Regions from separate parts of the Mus musculus genome. Here all the other regions are linked to region 2. A link is a contact called in public promoter capture Hi-C data. All regions are on one chromosome and are shown on one strand. The core of a region is the stretch at or near the end of the contact, and the rest is flanking DNA. Distances in the headings are between cores, read along the strand shown. Region 1 holds the start of Exd2 (exonuclease 3'-5' domain containing 2). Region 2 holds the start of Gphn (gephyrin). Region 3 holds the start of Dcaf5 (DDB1 and CUL4 associated factor 5).

Region 1 (3,288 bases), core at 388-2,887, 2.2 Mb after region 2:
CTACTTGTATGGCCAATGGCCTTGAACTTCTGATCTTCAGGCTTCCCCCTCCCAAGTTCTGGGGTTATAGGCATGTGCCATTTACTTTATATAAAGTGTTGGGATTATAGGCATGTACCACTTACTTTGTATAAAGTCTTAGAGTTTCTTGTCTCCTTGTCATCTTCACCTCAATCCCTTAGTGATTTCCTCCAAAACAAAGAGAATTCATATTTAACCTGTGGGTTGTTCAGTGACTTATCCCTTTGTGTGATGTGTGAGAATAGCACCATGTCTGAGAGGATTTTATAGAGTTCTAAAATTATTATGGGCATTTCCCTCAAATTTCTGTATCTTCAAAAGATGTCCTCTCACTTCTCACATTGTATGTGTGTGTGCTCAAGTGCTACTGTGGATGTTTCCAACCAGCCTCTAAGCTTCTTGAGTGGACAGAAAAAGATGAAAATTTATAAACAAAACAAAACTCCTTCCTTTTTGAGATAGCGTTTCGTGTAACCCAGGCTTACCTCAAATTTATCATTGTAGCCTGAGGTCTAGATCCCCACCACTGCATAAACGGGGTGTGGTGGCCCAAGCCTGCCTGTAATCCTAACACTTGGGAGATGGAAGCTGGAAGATCAGGAATCTAAGGTCACCTTTGCTCACATTTTGAGAGTTGAGAGCCAGATTGTGCTACACAACACCCTGCTTTAACCCCCTTAAAAAAAAAATCAATCCTGAATGAATGGTTTCATATATAGACAATATTGTGGTTGTTATGAGGATATAGGGACCAGGAGAGATGACAACAGTAAAGAGCACTGGTTGCTCTTCTGGAGGACCCAGGTTCAATTAACAGCCCCCACACAATAGCTCAACACTTTCTATAATTTTTTTTCCTTTTCTTTTCTTTCTTTCTTTTTTTTTTTTTTGGTTTTTTGAGACAGGGTTTCTCTGTGTAGCTCTGGCTGTTCTGGAACTCACTCTGTAGACCAGGCTGGCCTCGAACTCAGAAATCCACGCCGGCTCTATAAATCTTTTCCAGGGGCTCAACGCCCTCTTCTGGCATCTTCAGACATGTACGAGAGGGGAGAGGGAGAGAGGGAGAGGGAGGGAGAGAGAGGGAGATGGGGAGAGGGGAGAGAGAGAGAGAGAGAGAGAGAGAGAGAGAGAGAGAGAGAGAGAGGGAGAGAGAGAGAGAGAGAGAGAGAGAGAGAGAGAGAGAGAGAGAGAGAGAGAGAGAGAGAGAGAGAGAGAGATTAATGGCTATAATATATAACGCGAATGAAGAGCACATTCTGTAAACAGTTTCCTTATTTTCCCGCTCGAATATAAGAAAATTAATGGGGGTGGGTGGGTATGGGGGACTTTTGGTATAGCATTGGAAATGTAAATGAGCTAAATACCTAATAAAAAAATGGAAAAAAAATAAGAAAATTAATGTAGTGGAGAAACGCTACCCTGGGTAAAAGAGAAAAAATGTCCTGTGTTGCATTTGTGAGCGAAAGTTCAATAGGCTTCTTCCTTCAAAGCCAAAACCAAAAGACGAAGCGGCATCTCAGAAAACACCACTTTTCTGAAGACATTAAGTCTTCGCAATTATAACCCTCCTTCCCCATCCTTTAACCGAGAACCTGGGGAGGAAATGCTGCCCTAGCGGCTTCCGTACAAAATGGCGCGGCCCATAGGCACACACCACGGGGGTTGTATCCTCCTGGCCAGCCACTGGGCCGGAAGTGGCTACGGCTTTTATGCATCCGGGTGGGTGCGCCCAGACCGCCGCGGGGGTTCCAGCTTGTCAGCGTGGGGTGCCGCAGGTGTTCGGTCGAGGCTGGAGGCCGCAGGTAAGGGAAGCTCGGGTTGGCAAAGTCCTCTCTGGGGTTGTGTGGCAGGCAGAGGGGTTTCCAGCGCGGCTCGAGAGGGTGGTGATGCTGAAGGGACCACTTTGCGCGTGGGCGACTGTTGGGCTGCAGAGGTGCCCAGGCGTTGTTGGCACTGCCCCTCTCCCCGCCCTGAGGCGCGGCCTCTTGGCCCCTCACTCTCGGTGTGGGCGGTTGAGCCCTCAGGTTCGGGGAGGACTCGTCCCGCCATTGGTCCCCAAGCCTTCCCGGGCCGCCCCTTTCCATCCGCCCGTCTCCTCGTCAGGAGCATCCACCAACCCTTCAAGGCTTTCTGACCTCGTCAGTTAAAAAGCAGCCCCCGCCGGGGTTCCTCCGGGCTTCGGGGGACCCGCCCCACCCGGGACCTGCGGGGCCACATCGCTCGCCGCCCGTCGATTTGCTGGGCACCACCTCTGGCTTTGGCTTTTCACCTTTGGCTTTGGCTTTTTTTTTTTGGCGGGGCAGATCAAACTAGAACTTTAAATCTTATTTATTAAAAATGGACAGCTGTTCACCAAAATTCAGACAACTCAAGTATTTATAAGCTTTGGTACACGATTGGACGCAAATTCCCTTATGTAACCATTCCTTAGAAACACAGAACTGTTTTGTTTTTAGTAACTTTTTTTTCTTTTTTTCTTTTTTTTTTTTTCTTTTTTAAAGAACTGGAGTAGTGGGGAGGGGGAGGGTCTCTCGCTATGTAGCCCTTTCTGGCCTGGAACTCAGGGATCTGTTGGCCTCTGCCAAGTGCTGGGATTAAGTCAAGATTTATTTTTGTTTATGTGTGTGCGTTATTTGGAGCCGGAGTTGCAGCCGCCTGTGAGCTGCCTGGTGGGAGGGAGTGTGCTAGGAGCTGAATTTGCGTCCTCTGGAAAAGTAGCTGGTGCTGTTGAATTATTTTGTTGAAAATACATCTTTTTCTCTTCACATAATATATTCCGACTGTGGTATCCACTTCCTCCACCCCTTCCAGTTCCTCCCCACCTCCCTTCCCATCCGAATCCACTCCCTTTCTGTCTCAATTAGAAAACAAACAGGCTTCTAAGGGGTTATAATAAAATCGAACAAAATAAAATATAAGCTAAATAAAACCATCAAATCAAAATTGGACAAGACAAACAGCAAAGACACCAAGAGAAGACATACGAGTCAGAGACCTGCTTGTTTGAATCCTCAGGGATCCCATAAAAACACTAAACTGGAAGCTGTAACTTAGTGGAGGACCTGTTGAACTCCTGCGTGGGCCCTGGGCATGAAGCCCCAGCCTCTCATGAGTTCCTATGAGCTTTGTTGAGTTCATGTAGAGGGTCTTGTTTTTTAGTGTCCTTCATCCCCTGTGGCTCTTACACTCTTTCCACCTCCTCTTTGGGGTGTGGGGTCCCTAAGCCCTGAGGGGAAGGGTTTGATGGGAGGCACCACATTTAGAGCT
Region 2 (3,346 bases), core at 295-2,794:
GAAAGCTTATGATGTAATCAACAATTTTTATTTCATCTTTAGTTTGAGATAAGTGACACATTTGGGCATACTTTCTCAGCAATCTCCCTCTTTTTGAGACCAGTTAGAACTTGTTTTGCCACTAGGATCTTTGGTAGTAATTATGGGAGGTGAGTTCATGATCTGGCTTACAAATTTAATCCACTGCCAGAAATACTAGTATACATATCTTCAAAAACGAATTATTTTATCCTTTCTCAACTCCACCCATCATTTCCTTTGTCCTCTTATATAAAGGCACAATGTGAATCTTTAGTGAATAGAATGAGTAATGCTATGTTCTTACTGGAACAATACAAACCGCACATAACCATATAATTGAGATTTTAGACTAAGAGCAGATTATTAAACAGTTTTGATACTTTTTTTGTTGTTGTTTTGCTTTTAGGTTTTACTATGGTGAACAAATGAGAAAACATACACACACTTAAGCCAGAAAAGGATATTTAGCAAACCTACACAAAATAGAGGTGGCTAATAACACTTTATGAAAGACACAGAACTAAATGACCACATTTTCAGAGTAATTCCATATTCCAGAAACACTGAAACTTAAATGTCACAGCATCTAGGGGACGACAGAGAGAGAGAGAGAGAGAGAGAGAGAGAGAGAGAGAGAGAGAGAGAGAGGAATCTCCACTCCACGTGCCCTGCTGCAGACACATAAGCTCCGTCTACGACGTCTGTGGTAGGCTGTCACCGAGCGGGGCCAAAGCGAAGTCAGAGGGAGCATTGACTGCAGGTCACAGCTGGGGCGGCACAGGGTAACCTATCTCTGCCCGAGAGGGGACTCTCGTCACAGCGGCCACCGTTCTGCCACCCATGCCGCTTCCTTAAGCCACCTCTAGGTTCTCCGGTGCCTTCAGAGGAGGTGAGCCCACCTCGCTGCCGCACCTGGTCCGGAGTGGCTCCATCGCGGGCAGAGCCGGCCGGCCTGAGGCGGCGGAAAACTGACGAGGCTGCCGGCTCGGCGGGGGATTGCTTCTGTCTGGGGCCCGCCGAGGCTGCGTTCGTGCCTCGCGCGCACCCGCACCGCGTCCGCCCAGCCAATCCCGCGCTACTCGCGCGCCCAGGAACGTTCCTTGGGTCCCACTCTAGGCTGGGCCGGCTCCTTCCCGCTCCCGGCACTCCGCAGCCAAGCTCGCACTCCTCCCCTCACTCTCCACGAGTTGCACGCCTCGGGGTGTAGCTCCGCCCCTGTCCCCGAGTCCGCCCCCGCAACCTCCAGAGCGTGTGCTCCCTTTTCCCCCTCTCAGTCTCTTGCCATCCAGGCGTCTTGGGTCTCACTCCGCAGAGCCTCTGGGTCTCGCCGGCCTTGCCCCGCCGCCTCCGCGCTCTGTCTTCCGCGAGGCCGCCGCTACTCCCACCCCGGGATCGCTTCCTCCCGGCCGGACTCGGGGTCGCGCGGCCCGACTCCGCCCCCTCCGCGGACCCGCGCGCTCCTGGCGCGGCCTCTCCCCCCCACCCCACGCAGGCCACCGGGCGCTCGGCCCCCTCCTTCCCGCTCGCCTCGCGCTCCCCGGGCGCCCTCGCTCTCGCGCTCTCCAAGGCAAGCGCGCTCCCGGCCGGCGCGCTCCGGGCTCCGGCTTCTCCTGGCTCCTGTCAGTGCGGTGACTGCGCTGGGAAACATGGCGACCGAGGGAATGATCCTCACCAACCACGACCATCAAATCCGTGTCGGAGTCCTCACAGGTAACGGGGGGAGGAGGTCCGGGGGAGCCGCAACGGCTACTATCCGCGACTTGCTGGAGGTTTCTCGCCCGCGGTGGTGCTTCCCTGCGGCCTCGGGAAGAGGGCAGGCTGAGGAGGGGGACCGGGGGGTGTATTTTACAACCGCTGAGAGCTGCTGAGGATTCGGGTGTTCCCGTGTGCTCCCCGGGGGAGCTGGGGCAGGCACGGTGGGGTGTCAGGCCCCGGAGCCCTAGCAGCCAAAGTCTCTGGCCCCCGGGGACCGAGGGGCCGGTGCGGCGGGCGCTGCGGGGCTCCGCGCTGCCGGTGCGGGCGGCGGGATTCCTGCTCCGCAGTCTGAAGCACGCTGCTCGGGGTTGGCCGGGCGCCTCCTCCACTAAAGCTCTTCCGAGAGGGGGGAATCCCATCTCCACCCCCTTTTCTCCCCTCCCCCCCCACCCGGCGGCCCCATGGCACCTGCCTGACAGGACTCGGGGTTCGGCAGGCGAACTCTGCTCCGCCTCTGCTGCCCCTTCGCCGGCCGGCTGTCCCCTCTGCAGACGACGGGACACTCCTCACCTCCCCCGGGAGCCGGGTGCTAGGCTCTAGTCCGGACCCCGGAAAGTGCCTTCCTTCTGCCTTTCCTAGCACAGGGCCCTCCCTCTCTGTCTGCCTCTTCTCCTCCGCGAGGACCGGCTGCTTCCCGTGGCCGGGAGAGCCAGCCTTTTTTTTTTTTTTTTTTCCCTTGAGAAGGAAGGATTTCCCTCTGTCGGGTTCTTTTCTCCCCCTCCCTTTTGGGACACCCCCCCCCTCCCATTCTCACTCCCCGGTGGATGGTCCTGAGGCTGGTGAGGAGCGCACTTTTCCCGGGTCGCGTTTCCCTCCCTCGCGGAAGTCGTGTGTGCTCTGCATGTCTGATTCCGTTGCGTTGTATTTGGGTGATATCCCTGAGTTTGGAGATAGACAGTTGCTGCAGGGCACGACTTCCAAGATGAATTGCAAACCTATTTGTAGGGGTTTCGGCTGAGGTTCTGTAGTTGGCATGGTTCAAGTGTAATTGAACGGAGAAGCGGGGGTTAAAGAATTTATATTTGGAGTCTGAGGCTTACTGTGGAGTAAAGGAAATCCAAGACTTAGTGATGTGGTTTCAGAAAAAGAAGCTATGTAGAAGGGAATCCTAGTGTCTTCCCTATTTCATTTAAATTTTTTTTCTTGTAGAATTCTGACAGGTTGAGATGATGCCCGGGAAGGAACTAAATTGAATGAAACTTGCTTTCATTATAAAGTAGAAACAAATCTTTGATTCTGCCAGTAGATACCGACTACAGTGTTTAATTTAGCTGCTGACTTTTATGAAAAGAGGATACCCCTGCTTTTGTTTCCCATTTTTAGTAACTGGGCTTCCTTTCCATGATGCATATTTGCAGATGTTAGTAGCATTTTATTGAATTTTTCCGAATCAACGCCTCTGGAGTAAAGAAACTGATCTAAATCAGTTGCAGGGAAGGACACCCCCCCCCAATCAGAATATGCAGATGGAGTGCATCTTTCCCTGCAGCAACTGTTTCCTTGTATGAAAACTCAGTTGTAGCTTACAATTCCTAGATTTGATCGTGTTGATTTTTTAAAAGAATCTGAC
Region 3 (3,311 bases), core at 812-3,311, 2.2 Mb after region 2:
ATTCTACACCATGGTGTGTGGGAGAAAAGCTTTTTAATGTAGGGCCTGCCTTGAAGTAGTATATCAGGTTTCTTGGGGTCAGGGGGTGTCATCTAGGGTCCAAACTTTAAGCAAGGGGAAAATAATCTGGTGTGAAAAGATGGGGTCAGTTCTAGAGAAATCTCCGGTCTATCATGAAATAATCACAGACCTCTTATCTCTGCTACCCACAAACTGGACCATACTCATGGTGGCACTTCCGCCTGATACTTGCGAAGACAGATGCTTTGCCATAACCGCCGAAGTTTCTGGAAAGCTGCCCACTGACGCAAATTAGAAAGCCATTCAGGTATCCACCTGGATGAAGTTAAGCGCCACGTCCAGGGCTGCCCCCCCCCCCCCCCCCGCCCAACCCTCCCAGTATAGGAAAAAGGGTCGAGGAAGGAGGCGAGCGGGAACGCCCGATCTGGTCTAGGCCCTTCACAGCGCAGCCGGGTTTCAGGGAGCCGCCCCTTCTCGGGCAAGAGCCCAGCCCCACCCGCCCACACCCGGGGCCGCGACCCCAGGGGAGGAGCGGGGGCAGCCAGCGACCCTGCCGCGGCGTACGCAGGCGCCGCCGCTGCCACCGTCGCCGCCGCCGCTCGGGTCCGGCCTCCCCCCCCGGAGCAATAGGCTATCGATTCAGCTGCCTGTCGCTAGGAGCCCCGAGAGAGCAAGGCCTACACCGCCCGGCCGGAGCCCCGGCCTCGATTGCACCACTTTCCCCCACCCCAGCGGGGAGACCCTGGAGGCAAGTAGGCCCAGCTGAACCGGGTGGGGGAGGAGGCGAGCAGCCCTGCAACAGGAGCCGCGCGGGTGAAGGGGGTCCTGGAGCCCGCCTCCCGCCAGTAGGTCTCCCGGGGGGTCCTCCTGAAGCCCTGCCTCCCGAACAGCGCATCCAAGTTCAGGCTGGTTGGTGTCCCTAGGTCGCTAGAGCCCTCGCCACTCTCGGAACCATAATAAAAACAAGACGCTGAAGAGGCTACCACTGCGTGCTGGGAGATGGGATTGGGCCCTGAGAGAGCCAGGGGGAGGGGACGCCTCTCTGCTACCCGTCACCACCCGCCCGACCCCGCTGGCCCCACGGTGTCCGGCTCTGTCACCGCCGGCCTCCGGCTCCGAGGCCCCTTTTCTCCATGACACCGAGGACTGGGGCTCGAGCTTCGCCTGGCCTTTGGCGAGCCTTGGTCTCCCCCCCCCCCCCGGCCAGCCCTCCCCCCAGTGCCCCCCGCACCTTTTAAACTACGCAGAGGAAGAGTTTGCCAACCAACTTAGTCAAACCGTAACCTCGTCCCCCTCCCCGACCCACACTGGTGGGGCAGGCATCTGGAGGGACCACTTTGCACTTGGGATAAAGCACATTAAAGACCTGTCAACCATTTTAGGTCTTTTTTTATATATATAGAAGACATCCTCCTCTCCTTCCCCTTCTTCCTTCCCTCCCCCCTCCCTTCCTCCCTCCCCCTGCAATGGTATTAATTTCACACCAAATCTTCCCACCGCTGGAGAGGGGTTGAGAAGGGCGGGGGTGGGGACGCAGGGCAGCAGGAGGGTGGCGGGGAAGGGGAAGGGGCAGCTGGAAGGGGAGCGGGAGGCGCGGGGAGGGGAAGGAAGGGGGTTGATTTACCTGAGACCAGCCACTGGCCTCCATTGTTGGAGAATTCAATGGCATTGACACAGCCGAAGTGGCCGAGAAGGTCCTTCTTGTAGAGGTTTCTGCAGCCCCGCAGGCGTCTCCTCTGAAAGTCCTGAGTGAGCAGGGGGTCCCCATGCAAGCCCCGCTGGGACAAGAAGCCCACCACTGACCTCATGCTGCCCCCCAGGCCAGCTCTCCTCTTCATGCTGGAACCGCCGCCGCCACCGCCGCTGCAGCTCGCGCCGCCGCCCCTCCCTCGGCCGCACGCCGGGCCGCCGCTCCCCTCCCGTCCCGTCCCTCCCCGCGCGCAGCGAGCCGGAGGCTTCTTTAACCAGCCATGGCAGACGGAGCGAGGTGTGCAGACGGTCGGTCGGCGGCGTTCGCGGCTTCCTCACGGTCGCGTCCCTCCCTCCCCTTCCCCCCTAGGCTCCGCCTCCCTGCCGCCTCCAGCAGCTGATCCCCAGCTGCGGTCGCGCTTCCGCGGTGCGGGGCTCTTCCGCCGGCCGCCGGGCCGGAGAACGCGGGCGCCAGCTGCCCCTCCCCCGCGGACGGCTGCCCGGAGATGGCGGGCGGCGGCTTGCAGCGGCCGCTGACCGCGCCGAACCACGGTTGGCTCAGGATGGCGGCGACGGGGCACCCCCGGCACGCCGCACTCTGAAGTTGGACACGCGTAACAATCAGAGTGGCAGCCGGCCTGCGGGCTCACCCTCCTTCCCTGGAGGGACAGCGGCTCGCCCAGCGCTGCTCGCTGCCTCCTGGGGCGCCCAGTTCCCTGTTCAAGTGAGGGAACCCACGATTGGACTGGACGTCTGGAAGGAGGTTGTCTGTGGGGTTTTATCGGTGCACCTGCCCTTTCCAAAAATGTTGATACACCCTTCTATTCTCCAATTCAGTTTTCTAATTGACACTCACCACCACCCCCACCACCACCCCCAGCCTATCGGTTTAAAAAAAAAGGCAGAATTATTCAAGCTGATAGGACACTTGGGTTTAGGGGGTTGCGGAGAGGTGAAAAGAGAATTGAGCTGATATAGTAGCCATATAGTAGAGCGTATGCTTTTTGCATTCTTCAAGTTCTGGGTTCAATCTCTAGCACTAACAATCCCCACCCCCCACTCCCAAAAGAAAGTGAGAAGAAAATTGCCAAAATCAAATTGAGAAGGTCCTCTGTCCATTGGTTCCAGATGCATTTGCAAGCCACAAGAAACATTATGAAACGTAGCAGTATCTTATTTCATTGGTAGGGGTGAGGCCAAAGGTCTTGAGAATGGAGGCCTGGAGATGCACAGCTGTTAACCAGCAGCCACAGTATAGTCCAGAAGTAGCTGCCTTTCAATAGTGCAGGAGTCCTCAGTTGAGTTGACCTCAGTGAGGAAACTGGGTAAGTGCACTGGAATTTTACCAGGTAAAGTTGAAAGTCCCCTTTTCAATGGAGTGCTTTTCCAGGAAACTATCCTCTATCATTAGTGGTAATTAACTAACCTGAAATAGGCAGGTGTCAGGTTTGCCCTTTCAGTTTAACACGAATTACAATCTCAGGACCAGAGATGGCACAGGAGTGGTTAAATACAACCATAGGTGAAAGATGAACTAAAGAAATTCTTAAGATAAAGATGGGGAATGAGGAAGAGGTTCACCTGTCAAGCAAAATTATTTT

Evidence for each region. Promoter capture Hi-C pulls out the DNA fragments that hold promoters and counts their contacts.
Region 1: a contact with region 2 is called in a promoter capture Hi-C map of pre-B cells, with 4 times the contacts expected there. The contact joins the promoter of Exd2 here to the promoter of Gphn in region 2.
Region 3: a promoter capture Hi-C map of pre-B cells shows a contact between it and region 2, with 10 times the contacts expected there. The contact joins the promoter of Dcaf5 here to the promoter of Gphn in region 2.

The regions. Positions count from the first base shown.
Region 1 is chr12:80,461,458-80,464,745 of GRCm38.p6, forward strand. Exd2 (exonuclease 3'-5' domain containing 2) reads left to right here and starts at 1,638. Exons shown (of 9, transcript NM_133798.3): 1 at 1,638-1,823.
Region 2 is chr12:78,225,111-78,228,456 of GRCm38.p6, forward strand. Gphn (gephyrin) reads left to right here and starts at 1,545. Exons shown (of 23, transcript NM_145965.2): 1 at 1,545-1,731. The coding sequence starts at 1,668.
Region 3 is chr12:80,434,540-80,437,850 of GRCm38.p6, forward strand. It overlaps Dcaf5 (DDB1 and CUL4 associated factor 5), which reads right to left and starts at 2,062. Exons shown (of 9, transcript NM_177267.5): 1 at 1,646-2,062. The coding sequence starts at 1,859.